2 separate regions of the Zea mays genome follow, and region 2 is linked to region 1. A link is a contact called in public Hi-C data. All regions are on one chromosome and are shown on one strand. The core of a region is the stretch at or near the end of the contact, and the rest is flanking DNA. Distances in the headings are between cores, read along the strand shown.

Region 1 (7,307 bases), core at 1,901-4,400:
AGTATTTACTGGGCATAAAAAATACAGAAGCCACAATTTACACGTCTCACACCGAGCAACATAAAACTATCTAGAAATTCTACACAATTTCTACACCAACTAAAACAGTCTTCAAATTGTACACAATTTACACAGCTAAGTAAATACAAATTTGGACTAAAACAAGCTTGACAAACTGGTATCTAAGCTTGACATATTAGCCTCAAAACAGTGTACTCAACTCTATTGTCAGAACTGTATTAAACTTTCAGACCGCATTGTTCTAAGAATTTGAACTGTATTGTCAAAAAATCAAGCTTTACACTGTCTATAGATTAGCCTAACTGTCTAAAGCTTGCTTTTTTACACACTGTAGCATAAAAGGCTAAAGCTTAATACAGTGTAAAAACAGTGTACTCCAAAGTCTAAAGTCTAAAGCTTGATAGTAGTAACAACTCCAAATTGTGTAAAACAGTGTACTCTAAGATCTAATGCAGCTGATCTTGATGAGCCCCGGGAGCTCCAGCGACGGCGCGCCGTACACGGGCGGGTCGCCGTAGCTGGAGAAGGTCGGGAACCCGGCGCTCGTCGAGACAGTCTGCTCCTGGCCGGGCTTCACGCGCCAGTAGAGGTGGAGCGTGTGCAGCGGCCTGATGGGGAGGTCCACGCCCCAGGAGCCGAGCAGCTTGGCCCCAGAAACTGCAAGTTTTCAGTTAGTCCATGAGAAGCTGACTCTCCAGCTCGCCCAGCAGGCATTGATGTCCTACCAATCCAAATCTTACCACTCATGAATGTTCTGGTGCTAAGTACAACAGATGGTGCATAAAGTCCATGCTGAAGAAAGTGCAAACACCCTCAATGGTGTCATTTTTTCCAATTAAAACCTCTGTAGCCATTGCTTCTCTAATGAAAAGATTTTCTGTGCTGAAGCATAGTACACAAAATAGTCAATAAGCAATGTGAAATCTATCACAATACATGCGATCAACGATAAGAAACATCAGCAAAGCATGACAAAAGTTGGCAAGCAGAAAAAAATGCTAAACTCTTATGTCAGAAGATTAAAATATTTACATCTACCTTGAGTGTTTTTTACTACATTGAGAACTTAAGACTAGCCATGCAGAACCATGGTCTTAATACAGTAACAACAATATCCGGTGCCAAATTTTGAGAAGGTGTCATGTTTGATATATTTTAAACCAAATATCACAATTTTGTGAGTACAACCTAAGAAGCTATGAAATGATGATCAAATTAACATAACTTAAATGAGGTCAGCTATAAACGAAGCATATTCAGAAATTATGTAGCACTAACCACTTATGGAGGTGCCAGACAAGATTATAAATCCAAGTAAAGTTAGCAACTTAGTATACACTGACCTTTCCACACTGTTCTTCATCTCTATTGCATACTCTCTCTTATCAGGCTGAGCACGCAGTGCACATATAGCAGGGCCTTTTGAGCTGTTCAGTACACGCTTTTGCAAGTAGCACCTATCAGAAGAAGATGCAATCAGTATGCTAAGATATCTTTGTTGATTAACTAGCAATCAAAATCTGGACTCTCAGCCATTTGCACTCAGAGAAACTCATTCTCCAGACAACAAGACGTTTGAACTCGTACCTATCAGTAATTTTTCCAATTTTACCACCAAGGGCATCTACCTCATGGACAAGTTGAGACGTTGCAGGGCCACCAACAGCAGGGTTACAAGGCTGGGTAGGGCAGAAGATGAGTTGAAGCAGAACCACACTTCTAATACTAAAATTTAAATGGAATTCATTGACAAAGAATGTTTCCTTATAGTTATAGGCTATAGCATACTAAGATATGCAACATACTAATCAAAAATCATCTATTCAGTTTCTATCGTACATTCATACCTTGGAACAAAATCTGTGCCCTACAAAAATGCTATCACAGGTGAGATTTCACATTGCTAAATTTCTACACTGCAGGGTTTGATGGATCAATTCTTCATATAAGGGACATGATTTTTATTATCTGGCATCAGGAGTCAATATTCAAGTAATTTCAGTCATGAACTTGACTAGAATATCTACCATCGGGGCAAAGCTAGCTCAGCGCAGACCTGCCACGGAATCCGGTCAATGTTGAGCGTAAGAAGCAGGGTGCGCGCGCCGAGGCGAGGCGAAGCAAGGGCGGCCTCGCATCCGGCATGGCCGCCTCCGACCACAATGCCAACCTCGTTACCTGGTAGTACCAGGAGCAAGTGCACCTAGCGTCTGAGAGTGAGATCCGTGCGCGAGAGATAGAGAAGAAGAGAACCGTGACCACAAGGGGGGTGCGGCGGACGATCGACCGGCCCAGTGTTCGGAGCGGGGAGAGGAGATGAGAGAGGGAGAGCGGAGGGTGAGAGGAGAAGGCAGAGTCTAACCTCAACAGCGGCGGCTGCGAGAGGAACCCTAGCGCGAGCTCCAGGCGAGGATAGAGGCGGCTGCGAGAGGACCCTGGCTCCAACCCTAGCACGAGATCCAGACGAGGTGGCTGCGCAAGCTCCAGGCAAGGCGAGGCGGCTGCGCGAGCTCCAGGCGAGGCGGCTGCGTGAGCTCCAGGCGAGGCGAGGCGGCTGCGCGTGCTCTGAGCTGCGACGACAGGGAATGAGTGGAGCCTGGCTCCGAAGAAACGGAGATTTTGGCCGTTTGTGATGGGCCTGGATGAGATGGTTATTTTGCACGAGCGTAGTCTGGCCTAGATATTTGTTCAAGCAACCAAACACACTGCACTGTCAAAAACTTGTATCTAATGGGCCCTGCACGAGCGCACACATGCAACCAATCAGCCCCCTAGACACTGAACTTAGTCTAGTAACATAGACAGGGAAAAGGGTCAGATAAGAACTCTGAATACAGGCACTAGTGGATCCAAAGTTGATATTTTCTGCTGCAGGAACTGGAGCTCGAGACCCTTTGTTGTCCACCCCAAACTTATCTCAGTGTGTGCACAAATTGGAGAACAACAGAGAGATAAAGATATTTCCTTTCCCCCAAACTGACAGCTCGACTTGATATTTTCAGGGGAGAGTGAGACCTCTAGACCTTAACTATGCACTGCATGTTCACTCCAATTTATATAATCAGATGAAGCACCGTAGGGCATCCATAGATCAAACAGCAGAAGCTCTTGACAGGGAAACAGGCAGGCAGCCTAGTAACAATTAGGGGACAAGTTGTATACTTCACTAGGCTCAGATATTTGAAGCCCAAAGCCTATCCATACCACTATAGGCGCCAACACCTCATGGCTACACACGTGGCTTAGCTCCCTTGACCCACGCCGGCACACAAACACAGCCAAAACTTTGAACCTGGACTGATTTATTTAGGCAAGGGCAAGCAGATAAGTCTGCCCTTGCAGATAGTCACACAACAGTCCAAACCTTTGATACTTCCAGCAGAGCTGAGATCACTGGACCCTTCACTTTGTACCCCAGCCATACCTCTGTCTCTGTTGTCGAGTGAAACACCACAGGGCATTGAACTTGATCCCATATTGTGGTCAGCAGTCAAACAGACAACACTGCAGCTATGAACAACCATATTTCAGTCCAAACTAGGTATTTTTAGTGGAGAGTGAGGCCTCTAAATATAAGTCATGCACTTCATCCACATGACAGCTTAAAAATACCATTATAGCACAGCACCGAGAGGAGATTCTTCTTCAGTTACTAAACCAGACACTGAACCAAACTTATCAGTGTTGCTGCTCCATTCTATTCCTCCTAGTTCAGCCCCCCCTGATATCCCAATTATTCATAGCAACAGACCACTCTCCCTGAACCAAAATTATTCTCTACTTGTAGCTCTACCTATTTTGTATAGAAACTCATGGTTGAAATCATATAGAACAAAAGTTATGGTACCCCAATTTACAGCCAAAGTCACTGAAAATTCAGTTTCAGAAAATCTGAAACAGCACCACAGAGTCTGACAGAGGGTTTTGCAGCAGGATATTCTCTAAATTCCATAAAGTACCAAACCCACTCTTTGCAAAACACTTGTTTATCTACATTTAGTCTCTCATTTTGCTACAGACTCTTAACCCAAATCTCTTTGGATTTATTACCACGAGGCCCCAAAGTTGGGTAAAAACACACATATTCAGACTTAAATATTATTCCAAGTCTGAATCCCAACACCTGATAAACCAACTTTGAGCACACTTTACTCCACCTTTTGTGCAGCACCAAGGATATCTTACTTAATAAACCTTGTTCTCGGTACTATGGACTCCAACTTTTCCACACAATTATTAGTCCAAAACCACATAGATTAATTACAAAAGCACTCCAAACTAGGCACTATTCACTAATTTCAGGTTTCAGCCACTGAACCAAATTCAGTTACAGAAATGCCTAGCAGCTGATCTTTGGGGGCATTTTTCTCTACTTTTTATGTGGGAACAATCCAAAGTCACTTAAAGAAACTTGTTCACCATCATATAGACTTCAACTTTTCTATAAACACCACAGCCCAAAACATTATAGAACAGCCACAAATCAGCTCCAAAACGGCTATCAACACTAAAATTCAGTTAATGTTTCCAATCTGAAAATTCAGCAACACAGCAGCACCACTTTGAACCACTCTTTTTCTTGGGTTCCAAATGTTTATAGGGGCAAGTTGCTTAATAAGGTTTATACTCCTATAGTTCCTTTACAAGTTTGGTATAGTGACCAATAATCAAAACCTCTTGGATTCCAATCTCCAATAGCCCAAAGTTGGCTCCAAACACAGAAATTTAAATGCTGAATTAAACCAAGTCTGAATTCCAAAAACCCTGACAGCTCTACTTTGGATTAGTTTTTCTCCAAGTTCCATATATATTTAGAGGTAGGATACTTAAAAAACGTATACTCCTCATATAGCTCAATAACTTTGTTACAATGACCATCTTCAAAAAATTTTTTTCTTTTTTTTCTCGAACACGCAGGAGAACTGCGCGTCATTATATTGAAAGAGAGAAAGGTCCGAAATGGACCAAAGTACAAAGCCCTAACAGGCAAAAATACATAGAAAATAAAACAGTGTAGCCTCATGCACTAGGAAAAGCCCTAGCCCCCCTAGCAAATGCAGCCAGAAGCCCAAGACTCTCGAGCTGCTTCGCACCAGCCATACACCAGCACTCCACCTCATCCAAGAAAAGCCTCTGAATGGTGCTTAAAGACGGGTTGACACCATCAAATACCGCCCTATTGCGATGCAGCCATAAACACCAGGCCCCCAGGATAATGAGACTATGGAAACCTTTTCTGATATGTTTGGGGACCCTCCTATGCACCTTGCCCCACCAATCCACAAAAGAGCCCGCCTCCCTAGTAGGCGTAAGATGACCCATCCTCAAAGCTGAAAATATATTATGCCAAAATTGTCTAGCGAAACTGCAAGAGCACAAGAGGTGCAAGATAGTTTCCTGCTCTTGATCACATAGTGGACAGACCACCGGGTGAGGTAATCCTTTCCTCTGAAGTCTATCCGCAGTCCAACATTTATTCCTTATCGCCAGCCAAACAAAAAATTTGCATTTGGGGGGTGCCCACGACTTCCACACCCATTTCCATGGCTGGAAAATAATAGCTCCCATAAACAACGCCGAATAACAAGATTTGGAAGAGAAAACACCAGAGCTCGAGTGCACCCACACATGTCTGTCCTCCTCCTGATTAAGCACCACTCCACTTAAAGCATCCCACAGCTGCAAATACTGATGTAGACCAATCAAAGATAAAGGATTCGTGATATCGCGAACCCATTGCCCATTATGCAACGCCTGAGCAACAGTTCTCGAACTAAATGGCTTGCTGCTCACCATATTAACAACTTCAGGTGCAAAATCCTGTATCCTCTGCCCATTCAGCCATCTGTCTGACCAGAAAAAAGTATTGGTCCCATTCCCAACAACAGAGATCACCGAAGCATTAAAAAATTGTCTAACTTGCTGCTGCACAGGGATACACAAACCAAGCCACGGCCGAGTTGGATCAGTCTTCTCTAGCCAGAGCCACTTAGCCTGCAGTGCCCAACTCATCAATTGCAAATTAGGAACACCAAGACCCCCTAAACTTAGTGGCCTTGTCACACTCTCCCAGGGAACAGCACAACTTCCACCATTCACCTCCTTTCGCCCTTTCCAAAGAAACCCTCTGCGAATCTTGTCAATTGATTTAATAACCCATTTGGGAATTTTAATTGCAATAAGGAGATAAATTGGGATGGCTGATAAGACAAACCGCACCAATGTTGTCCTTCCGGCCAGGTTCAATAAACGAGCCTTCCAGTTAGGGAGTCTGTCTGCAATTTTATCTATCCACATCTTAAGATCATTACGCTTCAGCTTCCTGTCTGAGATTGGCAGCCCCAAGTAAGAGCAAGGAAATGAGGCCAAACTGCACCTCAGCACATTGCAACCCTCTTGAACCACATGCTCCTCACATCTGATAGGAATAGCATAACTCTTATTCATATTGGTAACCAATCCAGAGGCTGACCCAAAACAATTCAGAATTAATCTAACACATTTCAGATCTTCCTCAATAGGTTTAACAAACAGGACCACATCATCAGCGTAGATAGAAAGCCTATTACGGACTCCTGCCCTTTCCAAACTATGCAGCAATCCCCTACATTCAGCAGCCCTAAATAGACTGCTAAGCACGTCCATGATCAGCACAAACAGCATAGGAGAGAGAGGGTCTCCCTGACGAAGACCTCTCCGATGCTTAATATGGATTCCAGGAGACCCATTTAATAACACTTGCGTAGAAGCTGAAGCCAGCAGATTTGAAATCAAATTGCGCCAAATAGGACCGAAACCCAGGTGAGATAAAACTTCAAGAAGGAAAGCCCACGATACCGAGTCAAAGGCCTTGGAAATGTCAAGCTTCAGAAACAGGCTGTCAACCTTTCTCTTGTGAAGGGATTTAATCGATTGTTGGACCAACATAAAATTATCATGAATCGATCTACCTCTGATAAAAGCACTTTGATTAGCTTCTACCAATTCATGCAGACGAGGGCCCAAACGATTAGCGAGTAATTTTGTGACCAATTTAGCAACACTATGAATTAGGCTAATTGGCCTGAAATCACCAGCCGACGAAGCATCCATCTTTTTAGGAATCAAAATAATGTAGGAGGAATTCAGTTGCCCCAATCTCTGAAAATTGCCCTGGTGTATGATAGACAGAGCCGCCAGCAGATCCACCTTAATGATACTCCAACAAGATTTATAGAACCTCCCTGTAAACCCATCAGGCCCAGGAGCCTTATCAGACGGAAGGCACGCAATTGTGTCCAACACCT
Region 2 (6,763 bases), core at 358-2,857, 130 kb before region 1:
TTTATCTCTCTTAGGAGAAATACATTATGGGGCTACTTGATCTGGCTTCTCTTACTGATCACCGCACTATTGAGACTCCTATTGAGACTAAAAGCATATAGGCCATAAATTGGGACATACAAGAGGGCATATCATCATCATAAGCTTCATGAAGCTTCTTTTGGTTGCCCTTTAATGTTCTTGTAGGAATCAATGGCTACACGGGAGGAGAAGGCGAGGTTGGACATGGCAGCTCGCCACTAAGGCTCCCAAAGTCAAAGATTAGGCATATGCCACCGAACAGCCAACAACAGCTAAGTGAGCGTGAGGGTGGGTGGTGAAGAGCCATGACATGAGGAGCCACGACCAAGAGAAACCACAACCAAACAGCATTGCGAGAGGAGCCACATCCAGCGGTGAGGTAAACCGTAGCATTGAAACCTTGCTCTGTATACCATGTTCAAATAGTGGTTGTACTGATAACAAAGGCTAAGCTCAATATGCACATGTACAACAATGCAAAGACACCCTTATACAAACAGAAATATACAAGACGCATATATCTAACAACTATTATTGAAGGTCCCAAGTACACAATATAATATGTTGTGTCCTTAAATTCATGTGAGCCTACCTAAATTCATGGTTCCTTAAAAATGTTACCCTTTTATGAGGAAATACTAAAATCAATAGAGTAGAACATTGCCAACTGAGTGGCATGAAAAAATGGGTAGGGCAAATAAGAAAAATTATCATTGTGATTCACTATAGAACCAGTTTGTTGTTCACTTCAGCTGCTATCAGTAGAACCATTAAGTTCATAAAAACATTAACGGGAACAACCCATGGAGGGAACATTTTAAGAGCCATGAAACTTATAAAGACCCCCTTAGCTTTCTTCCAATAGAACATACAAGTCCCAATATTTCCAGCACTGCTCATGACATTAGACAATCTTACAAGCTTCAGAAGTAGAGGCAATCCAAGCAGAATTTTTCCCTAGCCATGCTTGCACTGCTGCAACCTGCAGTGATGCAGTCGACCTACGTAGCAAGAATTGCACGCTTCCCCCCGCAGTCCCTTGCATCTCCAACTCCCTCAACGGAATGGGATAATATCAAAATTCCCATCCGGAACAACCACATCCAAACTAAAACCTAGTGAATTAGAGCACGTGAAGCACGGAACGACGAAACGAATTACAGAAACCGAGCAGATCCAGCCAAGTGAGCAAGTGTAACGCAAGATTCTAGACGATGACGGGATGGGTAGACGGGGACCTGCTGCTGCTCGTCGTTCCAATTAAACATCCTGCTCAGGTGGCTGCCGCCGTCGCGGGAGCCGCCCCCGAACTCGAAGTGCGCTGTTTCCCAGGTCCCAACGGTCGCATCTCCGACCCCAGGAAAAGCACCCGAACTCGCCGGCTCGCCTATCGCGCCGTCCTCGAACCTCCAGTTGCCTTCTGTGGCTCTCTCCAGTCTCCACCCACCAAGAGTAGTCCAGGGATGGGAGTGCGTAGCCGCTGCACATTTGGTAGGCGGCTGCAGTTGGGCGTTGGAAACCCACGTGTGCGGAGCCGCATCTTGGGTTGTGGTCAGGAGGACTCGATCAAATGCCACGCGCTGATTGGCTGCGGGGTTCTCAGCGGGTGTACGGTGTACACCTTTGCACACCTCCAACACATCTTCAGTCACATCCTCTCCTCTATTTCATTCCATATTTCAAACTTATATTTATAAACAATTATATATATATAATTACGTGTTTTTTATTTTATACTATTCATTGAAGACAGCCTTACACTCTCTTCGAATTTTCTGTCTCACTTACTATTTTAAACTTCTTTCTACAAATATAGTGTTTTTGCACGGTCATATACACGCTCTGTTAAACACGGCATTTATAGTCTTGGCTACGGTGCGGCGTGAATGGATTAGATTGTTGAAGACATATGTCCTTGATAGAGATGATAATGAGACCTTCATATTGGAGGTCTTTTTCTCGAAGGCCCTCAAACCACTAATTCGACAGTTATCTTTTACCTTGTTTCACATGATGCAGAAGTAATGTCGAAGGTCAGTCTCAGCCAAAGCTAATGAAAAACACAAACACGAAGACTACAGCTTCAGGCATACAACCTGTGTCGGTGTTTAGGTCCCGACTGCGCACTACGGGGTAACCCACGCAATACTTTTGGGAGGACGGCGTTGTTGATCGCGACTCAATGGTACGTGCGGGAGCACGTCAAAACACAAGGAGATTATAAAGGTTCGAGCCGCCTGAACGTGTAACACCCTACGTCCTGTTTGGTGCTGGGGTATTGAGTTTGTTTGGAGTACACAGATTACATATGATTCACGGGTGATGATGTATGAGATCTCCCATCAATCTAATGGTGAGCATGATCGTGAAAGAGATGGATATCGAGAGAGTTTTGTAGGGGTATATCCATAGCTTATATAGCTGGTTGGGGAGAGATCTCTTTATAGATTGTAAAAGCTTATTTGTGTCTATCTATTTCTGCTACTATTGCGCACCGACTTTTCCGATGGTTATTTCCCTCCGAGTTTGAGGCCGAGCGATCTGCTATCCGGTCGCACGCAAGGCGCGTTATTCGGAATCATGTTGGCTCCTCTACGATATATGCGCATAGATAACATCTTTTACGATGTGCTCTTCAGAATCCTTCTAGCTGAGCGTGTCATCCTCCCGATAACACCTGTTTTCCTGAAGGTCGGTCCAATATCACATCTTGGCGACGACTTATTAGGGGTCTGTTCAAGCGGCTCATGAACGTGTCCATGTGAAAATGACCCATGGTATATCTATCTCCCACAAACCCCCGAGGCTCGAGCCAATTTTTGAGGGTAACTAGTTCGAGACCCCAAGAATGAGCTGGGTTACTTGTTCTCTTTTCTTTGAGAGAGTATTTCATCTTTCTCTCTCTTCTTTTATGTTCTGATCCATTGGGTGCACCAGTATAGCCCTTGAGCTTCGAGCTGATTTAAGTATTAATCAACTCGAAGGTCCCAAGATCTTGCCTTTGTGTGATTTATTCTATCTCTCTAGTTGTAAGTGGATCATGCTTCTAGTCTGACAGCATCTTGTCGACTGATTTTGGTTTGAACGTGATTCAGCCAACTAAATCTAGACTGACTAAACTCCAGCCAGGGTGCATCTAGCCAAGAGCTTGCTAAGGCTACAGACTGAACTCAGCCGATAGAGGTCTAGTTGACTCAGGGTTGACCAATAAACTTTTGCTGATTTTGAGTTTGTCGTCTTGCAGGACTTTCGTTTGATATTTCACAGGTTGCATTTTCTAGGAAATCCGATATGTGCACCCAATGGGTGGATGTGTACTTTGTCTTGTCTAGAGACACAATTGCTTGAGGTGACGATGCATAATGATGTGCCTGAGTGGTTGATTTACTGAATCCTGGTGCCATGTTACGCTAAAGGGTGTCAGAAGCATGCAGTGGGAAATGTAAACGACTCTTGAAGGCTTGCAATTGTTCATTGTACAACTGGAATACGATGGGGCACCCTTTCTTTTCTTTAAACAAACCCACTATGTGTTGCGAAATCCTTCACTCACCCTCACTTCCTCTTCTGATGTTTTCTTTTTCCCTTTCTAAAACTCCCATGGCTTGCAAGAAAGGTGGCAAGGCAGCAAGAGGAGGCATCCTCCGACCCCCGCCATTGGAGGACTTCGGTGACTCCGAGCTCTCCTGCGAGTGGTCCCCTCCCCTATCCCCTGGCTCCCCATCGTCCGTTTGCACATATGACTATATGGGGCTGTCAGCAAGGGAGAGGACCTACCTCTAAGGCATCAATCGAGCCGACTTCAATGACTCAGAGGAGCCTGAGGAGGAGTTCGAGGAGGAGGAGGAAGACAATGGGTACGACGGCGACGATGAGGACGGTGACGACGACAATAGCAAGGGCAGCAACAGCAGCGACGACGATGGTGACGGTAAAGGCAACGACAGTGATCGCGGCAAACACAACGGTGGTGATGGCGGCAAAGGCAATGGTGGTGATAGTGGCGATGACAGCAATGGCAGCAGTGGCGACGGTGGCAACGACATCGGCAAGGGCGGCAACGCCTCCGGCTTAGTTACTAGTAGTATGTAGTAGGTATAGTTATAATAGTGGCAGTAGTAGCAGTAGTCTTTTGCGAGGGTGAGTTCATAATGGATTGACCCTTCCTCTATAGTAGAGCTTCTGCTCTGACAAATAAAGCTGGTAGTTTTATCTTCTTTGGTTTTTGAGATCCTGTTTTGTAGTTTGATTCATTAGGGCTGGCCTTTTCGATTCTGTTCAACTTTAGTGTCATCCGACTTATCCCTGGCGACTTACCCTTGCTAACTTATTCTGTGGCTTGATGTGCTTTCCGTCCGACTTAATCATGGCAACTTAACTTCCTTTCATCGGTCTGACTTGGCTCAACCCGAGAGTGTTTTTACTTGTGACACTATAGTAAGGTCAAAGTACATACATATTCCTAACGGTTCCTCCAAATAGAAAACCCTAACATTATTTCCGATGTGCCTTCTCCTTTGAAATTCGCTCGACTCTATGGTTCTGCGCCAGATTCCATGCTTATGAGGAATCCCATGGCGCCCAAGAAGAAAAGGTATTGTGCTTCGACAGTTGCTGAAAGGGAAATAGGGTTTAACCTTTTCCTATAAATAATTTTGGTGGTTGAATGCCCAACACAAATAATTGGACTAACTAGTTTGCTCTAGATTATATTCCACAGGTGCATAAAGGTTCAACACAAACCAATAAAAAGATTAAAGAAAGGGTTCAAAAAGAAAGGAGCAAAGAAAACCAAGTGTGCCCTGGTCTGGCGCACCGGACTGTCCGGTGCACCAGCGGAGCAACGGCTCTCCAGTGCAATGGTCGACTGCACAGTGCCCCTGACAGCGCTACAGTTCGTGGCAGAAGTCAGAGCAGAGGTCAGAGGCACACCGGACAATGAATAGTGCCTATCCGGTGCGGCACCGGACTGTCCGGTGCCACCAGAAGTCAGCGCTCTAACGGTCGACTGCGTTAGAACCCTAACAGTTGGGTGACGTGGCTGGCGCACCGGACACTGTCCGGTGGCACACCGGACTGTCCGGTGCGCCCATCGACAGCAGTCACCCCCAACGGTTGTTTTAGTGGTTGAGGGCTATAAATACCTCCAACCACCTCCACTCCAACGATCCAAGCATTCATCACTCTCCCACTCAATATAAGAGCAAAGTGCAACACTCCAATACACAAATCAAAGCCACCGATCCGATCAAAGTCCCCAATTCAATTCTAGTACATTAGGACTTGTGAGAGGATCACTTGTGTTTCTTGTTGCTCTTGTTTGCTTGGCTTGGCTTTCTTTTCTTTCTCACTTCTTACTCTCAAGTGCTTTGTAAGCAAGGCAAGAGACACCAATTGTGTGGTGATCCTTGCGGGGTCTAAGTGACCCGTGAGATTATGGAAGAAGCCTCACTCAGTCTAGGTGACCATTTGAGAGAGGGAAAGGGTTGAAAGAGACCCGGTCTTTGTGACCACCTCAACAGGCACTAGGTTCTCTAGAACCGAACCTCGGTAAAACATATCACCGTGTCATCCGCTTTATTTTCTTGGTTGATTTGTTTTCCCCTCTCTCCCGGACTTGGATTTTATTCTAACGCTAACCTCGGCTTGTAGTGTGTTTAAAGTTGTAAATTTCAGTTTCCGCCTATCCACCCCCCTCTAGGCGACTTTCAATTGGTATCAAAGCTCGGTACTTCATTTAGAGTCTAACCACTCGAAGTGATGTCGGGAGGATCCGCCAAGAGGGAAATGGAAACGGGCACAAGCCACAGGAAGGCTCCATCAAGGGAGTCCGGCGCCAAAGGAAGGGAGGAATCACCTCCACGAGTCAAGTCGCATCGGAGTGGCGACAAGAAGAAGAAGATGAAGAAAGTAGTCATCCACCTCCGGCTCCGACGCGTCATCCATCACTTCTAAGCGCCATGAGCGCAAGAAGTATAGTAAGATGCCGCTTCGTTACTCCCGTATTTCTAAGCGCACTCCATTACTTTCTGTTCCATTAGGCAAGCCACCATGTTTTGATGGTGAAGATTATTCTATGTGGAGTGATAAAATGAGGCATCATCTAACCTCACTCCACGCTAGCATATGGGACATTGTTGAGTTTGGAGCGTAGGTACCAAATGTGGGGGACGAAGATTATGATTCGGACGAGGTTGCCCGAACCCGGCACTTTGACTCCCAAGCAACTACTATACTCCTTGCCTCCTTGTGTCGAGAGGAGTATAATAAGGTGCAAGGGCTAAAAAGTGCCAAAGAGATTTGGGATGTACTAAAGACCGCGCACGAAGGGGATGAGGTGACCAAAATCACCAAGCGGGAGACGATCGAGGGGGAGCTCGGTCGATTCGTCATCAACCAAGGAGAGGAGCCACAAGCGATGTACAACCGGCTCAAGACCTTGGTCAACCAAGTGCGCAACCTCGGGAGCACAAAATGGGATGACCATGAGATGGTCAATGTTATTCTAAGATCCCTTGTTTTTCGCAATCCTACTCAAGTACAATTAATTCATGGGGATCCTAGATACAAATTAATGTCTCCCGAGGAAGTGATAGGAAAGTTTGTGAGCTTTGAGTTGATGATCAAAGGCTCCAAACATATCGTCGACTTGGAGCAAGGCGGCACCTCCACACCCGAGGTGCAACCCGTCGCATTCAAAGCGACGGAAGAAAAGAAAGAAGAGCCTACATCAAGTAGACTC

What was found. A called contact is a pair of places that touch in the nucleus more often than the background predicts.
Region 2: a Hi-C map of ear shows a contact between it and region 1, with 3 times the contacts expected there. The contact joins the promoter of LOC103643041 here to the promoter of LOC100280078 in region 1. A contact is called at or near these places in 5 of 25 Hi-C or Micro-C datasets (ear, leaf and tassel).

The regions. Positions count from the first base shown.
Region 1 is chr3:83,422,382-83,429,688 of Zm-B73-REFERENCE-NAM-5.0, reverse strand. LOC100280078 (probable sarcosine oxidase) reads right to left here and starts at 3,150. Exons shown (of 5, transcript XM_008675855.4): 1 at 2,384-3,150; 2 at 1,609-1,700; 3 at 1,365-1,478; 4 at 762-903; 5 at 62-678. The coding sequence starts at 768. The coding sequence ends at 461.
Region 2 is chr3:83,556,315-83,563,077 of Zm-B73-REFERENCE-NAM-5.0, reverse strand. LOC103643041 (protein LNK2) reads right to left here and starts at 1,607. Exons shown (of 10, transcript XM_020550240.2): 1 at 1,260-1,607. The coding sequence starts at 1,289.